2 separate regions of the Ovis aries genome follow, and region 1 is linked to region 2. Evidence: chromatin contacts called from public Hi-C data. All regions are on one chromosome and are shown on one strand. Each heading gives the region's core, a stretch centred on a gene start, on an enhancer-like site or on the middle of the called end of the contact. The rest is flanking DNA. Distances are from core to core; before and after follow the strand shown.

Region 1 (3,581 bases), core at 632-3,131, 86 kb after region 2:
CAGCTCATCCTGTAAGCATTATCTACTGCTTACATTTAAACATTTTCTAAATTGGCATGAAATGGTAAGAAACATAAGGTGTATGTTAATATATATCTTCCCTTGATTAAAACCACATAGAAATAACATAAAACATTGAGGCCCTGACCCTCATGTGACGTTCTTACATTGAGTTTAGGGTCCTGAGCGCATGTTTGCTGACGATAAGGAAGTTCTCCAGAGCAGGCAGTCTTTGAAAATTGCAGCTGTGATGCAAGCGGGGCCCTCATATTTATCAGAATCGTACAGCAGGCAGTAGCATTTAGTTTCTAGCACTTCCCAGAAGGATGTCTGCCCTTATAAAATATGAGTACTCATTACACATTGGCAGCCTTGGCAGTTTTCTTAAAATAATTTAGACAAAGTACTTCAGCGCTGATAAGGCGTTTGGAAAGGTGTCTCCGGCTTCCACCAGAGCCCTGGCCCTGGTCATCCCTTAGCTCCCGGCTAATGAGGGTGGTGGGGGAGTTCGGGGTGGTGGTGGCTGTTTCTAAGGGCTGAGTGTGAGGGGCTGTGGACCCGAAGCTGCACGCAGGAGGGTCGCCAGCAGACTGTCAGTCGCGGCCTCGCCATCCCCGGCTTCAGGGCAGAAGCTTATGCCATCCTTGTAACTTTGAAAAAGTAGCCTGAAACTCGGCAGGCCCTTCCCAAACTGTCCTGAAACATCTACGGTTGGAACTCTCAAATCCACAAGATTGCAAACTGGTTTGAATTAGGGGCTGCGCCCCACCGCGCCTTTCATCGCTTTTAGTTCTGCGGGGCGAGCCATCGGCGTGGCGGCGCCTCACGGAGCGGTTCCCGTGGCCCGGTGCCTGGAGAGAATCCGGCCCCCGCTAAGTTCGGAGAGGGGAGCAGAGATCCCCACCTCACTGTACGGCTGGTCTTCGAGGCTACAGGGTGGCCCTGCCCCACTGGGGAAGAAACCGGGCCATCCCTCTTTCCTAAAGAAGCCTCGCTTCTCTCCAAAATGTCCTTCTTTTGTGGCTCTGTCGGCCCTAACCTCGCTGGTCCCCAAGCCGCCTGCATATGAACCGAGTTTCTACAGCGGGATCTGCCGAGCGGCTGCACCAGCGAAGGCCAAGTGCGCGAACTCAGCGCTAGAGAAGAGGAGACACCTATTGGCAAGAAGGCGCGTTCGAAATCAGGGCCGCTCTGGGGAAACACCAGGGGGACACCGCTTCCCAATCTTTGCAGCGCGCCCGCTGCGCGCCTGGCTGCCCACGCCCCTCCCCGCGCGCGGACACCAGAGCGGCCTGCTCGCCCCTCCCCAGGCCGGGACCCCGCGGGCGCAGGCGGGATCGGCGCGGGGCTCAGGGTGCTGGGCCGCCCCCACGCCTCGGGGGCCGCGGTGGGGGACTGCGGCTGCGCCCGCTTACCTTCCTCTGCCGACTTCATGGTGCCGCCGGCGGGCGCCGAGGGCCCCAAAGTTTCTCCGCTCCCGCCGACTGCAACCGGAGGGCCGAGTGGAAACTTGGAAGGGACTGGAAAACTGGTACTTGGCATCCACGCGGCGGCGGCGGCGGCGGCGGCAAGCAGGAGGAGGAGCGGGAGAAGTGGGCGCCTCGCGCTGCCGCCCGGGGTCGGGTCTCCCGCGAAAGGCCCCCTTTCCCCCGGCCGACGCGCTCCGGCCCGGGCTCAGCTCAGCCCGCGCGCCCCAGAGAAATGTGGTGGGAGGGTGTGTTCGCGCGTGGCGGAGCCGGGCTGCGGCCCCGGGAGCCCAGCAGGGTGGCGGTGGCCGGGGCTCGGAGGTGTGCGCCCGTGCCCCGGTCCCCGCGCCCGGCCGCCCTCCCCGGCGCGGTGACTGTGCCGGCGAGTTCGGAGTCTCTGAGTCTCGCTCTGACGCAGGGCCGCGCTCTGCCTCCTGCCTTTTTAAAGCTGGAAAATACCTCCCCCGCCTCCCCGCCGGCCCGGCCGCTCCCGCGCCCCCTCCCTGCCGTGACATCACGCCCCCGCCCGCCCGAGCCGGCGCTGGGCCCGGGGGACCAGCCGCCGAGCGGCCGCCCCTCCCCGCGCCGGGCCGCCGCTCGCCCGTCCCGTGGGGCGCAAGGGGGGCGGACAGGGGCGCACGCGGAGAGGCTGGGGCGCACCCGGCGCGCGGCCCGGCCCGGACGCCTGGGTCCACGCGGGTGTCCTGAGAGAACCGCACTGAGCTTTAATGAGGGGGGCGGGGCGGGGCGGGGAGGGGGCCGACGGGGGTGCCGAGAGAGCCCTGCATGCTGAAGTCATTATGTAAAATCGCAGGCTTCCCCCGCTGTGGAAATTTGGAAAAGCGCTTCCACTGGCAGGCCCGAGAAAGGAAATTCCCATCCCGCTAAATTACTAACAGATTGCACGGCAGTCCCGGGACGTGGAGTCACTGTCATTTTTCTCCTGTAAATATCTGAGCGACCCAGATTGCCTGTTGCACGGCTGGCTGGCGCGGGGCGGCGCGGGAGGGGGGGCCGTGGAGAACCGCGAGCCCCTCCCCGGGCTCCCAGCCGTCGCCCCCGGCCGGCCCCGAGGGCCAGGGCGGTTTACCGGCGCGACTGGGGTTTCCAGCCGACAGGGGCTGGTCCGCTCGCCTCGCGGGGGAGGCCTCTCCAACCCGCTGCTTCACTTCACTCTTTCCTCTTTCAAGCCCTCCTGCTTTCTCGGTGCAGCTTGGCGGCCAAAACGGGACCGTATTTTCGTGTTGGCCTTGGCTGGAAGGGACGGAGTGTTGGGGCAGTTAAAATGTCTGGTGTATAAGAATTATAAATCTATTGCACGACACCCTATGTGGGTTAAAATAAACCCAAAGCAGAAGACGTGTCTGCCGCGGGGACCAGGAGGCCTGCGGCTCGCGGGGTGGGGGGGGGTGTGCTCCCAAAGGACTCCACGCCCGGCACTCGGGGAAAGGGGGGGTGCCACGCTTGACCCAATGGGGGGGGTTGCCCTGCCCTCGGTGCGACATTAAACAACAGGAAGGCGCCCGGCAGAGGCATGCCCACGTCACCACCGCGGTTGTCGGTTCATCCCAGTAGAGTCGGCCCGACTGGGCGCAGGCCTCCCCTGGGGGTCTCCCCTGGGTGTCTCCCTTGGGGGTCTGGAGGGGGTCAGGCCACTCCTGGTGCCACGACCTGTGGGTCAGCGCCCGTTCTGGGAGCCGACCCGCCAGGCGCCTCGAGCCCCAGGCAAAGGGCGGGGGGACCCCGCGGGGACGCAGTGGCTGGGGCTGGGAGACCCCGCGAGGACGCTGGAGGCCCAAGAGGGGGAACCCCTCGAGCTTGCCGAGGGGGGAGGGTTGCGAGGACGCGGGACGGAGGGAGGCGGGGCGGGGCGGGGGGAGAAAGCGGGGAGGGAAGGGAGACTGGAGGGGCGGGGACTGGGGGGCGGGACGTGCGCCCGGAGCTGGCAGCCGCCAGGGGGCGCCCCGCCCCTCCCCCTTCCCCTCCCCCTTCCCCCTCCCCCTCCCCCCTGCCCCCGCCCCCGTCCCCGCCCCCGCCCCCCTCAGCAAAGATGAGCTGGTGAGTCCCCGGCCCCCCAGGCTATGGGTTTTGCCTGGAGAGTTTGTCGGCGCGAGT
Region 2 (3,556 bases), core at 1,001-3,500:
GGCAGGGAGGGCGTGCCACGCCAGCAGCTCCTCCGCTTCCTCCAGGTTCAGCCTCTGTGCTCCTAAGTCTACTAAGTCTAATCCACCTCTCCCGAGCGCTGCCCTGCAAGGTCCTTCTGACAAAAGACAGCCACAGGACCTGAGTCTCTCTGAGGTTTGGTCAGGGTCAGGATGGGCCTCAACTGCACGCAGGGTGTCTCTGCCCCAGGGCAACGTGGAACATATGAGAGAGAGCATACAGAGAGCTTACATGGGGAGTGGAGGGGGGCGCGGACGCAAGGGGCGCAGAGAGCGAACGTGCGGTGCGGGGCGGGGATGGGGCGGCATGGACCTGGTACAGCACGTACGTGCGGGGGCCAGCGGGTGCCCTGTGGCAGCACGGGCACGGAGGAGCCGTTCACACTGTCCTCACTGGTCACCAGAAGGCTTACGGGGCGCCTTCCTGACCGTCACCTCATTTTGTCCTAAAGCAACCCAAGGCCAGGGGCCTGGTGGGGCTGCCTAAACTTTTCTGAGAAAAGAAGCAGGTTTGGGGCCACGCAGGTCAGAGTCTCTCCCACTGGGTGACAGCTACTACTGAAAAGGGTAACGGAGGCAGTGGGCCCAGCTCCATCCCAGAACAGAAATCAGCTGTCACGCCTCAAGGCAAAGATTTCACAGTGGGAACAGTGCTCGACCCCACCTAAAGAGGGGTGGGGGTGGAGGTCAGTCACACTACCCACAGTCCGGCTCTGCCTTCCCAGTTTTAGGAAAATGGAAATCTCAGAGCAGTCTAGTAAGATCAGGAATAGATCGCTGAAAAATACTGACTGGAACTGGGAGGGAGAGCTGAGAGGTAATATCGTTGTTGTTCAGTCGCTAAGTCGTGTCCGACTCTTTGCAGCCCATGGACTGCAGCAGGCCAGGCTTCCCTGTCCTTCACCAACTCCTAGAGCTTGCTCAAACTCCTGTCCATCCAGTCGCTGATGCCATCCAACCCTCTCATCCTCCGCGTCCCCTTCTCCTCCTGCCTTCAATCTTTCCCAGCATCAAGGTTTTCTCCAATGAGTTGGCTCTTTGCATCAGGTGGCCAAAGTATTGGAGTTTCAGCTTCAGCATTAGTCCTTCCAATGAATATTCAGGGTTGATTTCTTTTAGGATTGCCTGGTTTGATTTCCTCGCTGTCCAAAGACTCTTAAGAGTCTTCTCTAACACCACAATTCAAAAGCATCAATTCTTTGGTACTCAGCTGTCTTTATGATCCAGTTCTCACATTAGTACCTGATTATTGGAAAAACCATAGCTTTGATTATATGGACTTTTGTCTGAAAAGTGATGTCTCTGCTTTCTAATGCTGTCAAGGTTTATCAAAGCTTTTCTTCCAAGGAGTAAGCATCTATTACTTTCATGACTTCAGTCACTGTCCACAGTGATTCTGGAGCCCAAGAAAACCTGTCACTGTTTCCATTTTTTCCCCATCTGAGGGTAAAAGTGAAGGGGTTGGGAGGGAGCTCTGAGGGTTAGTAAGGCAGCCAGCGGAGTAGCTGAGAATCTTTACTCAGGGTTAGAGAGACCACAGGAAAAATAACATCTGTTTGACAAGATAAAAGGGGAAGAAACCTAAGCGGTGGGCTTCCCCTTTTGCCTACTGGGGCACCTGAACCTTTAAGGGGGCACCCGTGGTGGGGGTGGGGGTGTAGTGAAGAGGCATAGCCCAGACATTCTGGGCCCAGAGAGGACGCCAGTGCAGGGCTCTGCTATGAGCGAGGAATGGTCCCATGGAGAGCCCCCAGGAGAGGCTCAGGGGCCAGGGTGGGAGCAGAGCTCCTGCCCATTGCCATCGGCTGGGGCCTCTGATGAGCTTCCTGTCAAGTCACTGGCTGGACCCGGCGCTGCCCATGACTGGCAAGGGCAGGCTGGGGTCACAGTGGGTCACTCCTCTTAGGAACAGACTCAAGAACCACCGCCCACCCCCACACACCCTCCTGCACCTTCCCTGAGCACTGCGGCCTGAGCCAGGAAGCTGCCCAAAGTAAAGGTGGAAGACTAGCAATCCACGGTGGATGACGCTTCCCACAAGGGTCCCCGGGGCTGAGGGTGGGCGCTCAGACCTCACTCCCTTCCACAGACACAGTCTGGGTAGGAGCCCTGCAGGGAAGCCACGATGGCCCCATTTCACAGATGGATACAGACAGACCAGGTCAGGGTAGGGCTGAGGTAGAGAGGCCCTGACGGAGGGCGGGAAGCGGGGCATAGGGTCCCGGCCCCGGTCCTCCCAGCCACGACTTCCTATCTTCCCTCCGTGAGGTCATGGGTCCGAGCCCGCATCAGGCCAGGCCCTGGGGCTCTGTGTGGGTTATTTTGGGGGTGGCTTTCTCTCTTTGATATGGTTGTGCCGAAGACACCTACGGTTTCCCACAATGTCTTCTCTCTACTGATAATTTCCATCTTCTTATTCAGCTTTTCCACCGACACAGAGGTTTTTTTCTTCTTTACAGAAGTATTTTGAACTGCAGGTAACATGTGACCCTCCCGGATTGTGAGGGGACTGAAAGAGGAACCTTTGCTGTGCTTCACGTCAGATTGTCCCTGCAACAGGATGTGGTGAGCTGTTATACCACAATTTAATAAGAAGGGTTTTTTCCCTTATATTTAATTTTTCTCTAAAATGCTCCTGAGGTGGAAACAATTGTTTTTTTTCTAAAACTTAACGTGGCCGTTTGAATTGTTGTTTTAATCTGGGATATAGACGCAGGATGTGTATATCTGATGCCCACACACAAATCCACCTCTCTGTAAAATATGGGATTGAGTGAAAAGGAAGTAAGCATTTTCTTTAAAATACCAAAACTAACATGTACAAAGCACAGGCGTAGTTTTCACCTGTACTTGACTGACATTGGTAAATGTTAACTATATCCTTCCTGAAACCATAGAAAGATGTCTCTGCTATTCCTAAGTGAGTGTGCAAATTCACTAATAAGGTGAAAAGTCCTTTTAAAGTAAACTATTTGGCTTTCTTTTGACACTGCTTTGAGAGTAGCTGGCATCAGGGCCTCCTGTTGTGCTGAAACACCGTGGCTCATCCCTGTGGTTTCCCCCGTGGGCTCTGGGTGACTATCTTGAGAACAGAGCAAACCCAAAAGGAATCGTGAGTCTGAGTAGTTTCTGTATATTTCTCTCCTTTCAACGTCTGACCTTTAAGTAAATGTTCCCACGTTTCTGGATTCTTGGTTTCTGAATGCAACTACAGATCTCAAGACAGATCATAAGGAGTGAACAAACTATTTACCCAACTCCTACGGTTAGCTGCTAAGCCCTTGCATGCGTATTACTCTTGACCCTGCAGCAATCCTACTCAGGTAAAGGTGGGGAGGCCCAGCCATTCCGGCCCTTGAGAGAAGGCGAGAAGCTGAGACCCTGACCTGGTGACCTCAGCCTGGGGCCGCCCCTCGCCACCTGCACACACTACGGGTCTGGAAGCTTTGAGACTGCTCCCTCGGGCTCCACGGGCCATGCGACCTGCTCTTTCTCAGTACTGACTATGAAAGTAGGAAAGGCCGGGGAGATGCACACA

What was found. Hi-C and Micro-C count contacts between places; a contact is called where the count stands out from the background.
Region 1: a contact with region 2 is called in a Hi-C map of blood, with 5 times the contacts expected there. The contact joins the promoter of NFATC1 here to the enhancer-like site in region 2. A contact is called at or near these places in 9 of 16 Hi-C or Micro-C datasets (blood, hypothalamus, liver and 3 more).

What each region holds. Positions count from the first base shown.
Region 1 is chr23:1,033,234-1,036,814 of ARS-UI_Ramb_v3.0, forward strand. It overlaps NFATC1 (nuclear factor of activated T cells 1), which reads right to left and starts at 1,882. Exons shown (of 10, transcript XM_042239521.1): 1 at 1,416-1,882. The coding sequence starts at 1,542.
Region 2 is chr23:946,916-950,471 of ARS-UI_Ramb_v3.0, forward strand. All of the region lies in intron 9 of NFATC1 (nuclear factor of activated T cells 1), which reads right to left. Among named protein-coding and RNA genes, the nearest start is that of CTDP1, 64 kb to the left of the region's middle. Within about 2 kb of position 2,251, at least 6 of the 54 cell types and tissues checked have an H3K27ac peak or open chromatin away from gene starts, as enhancers often do.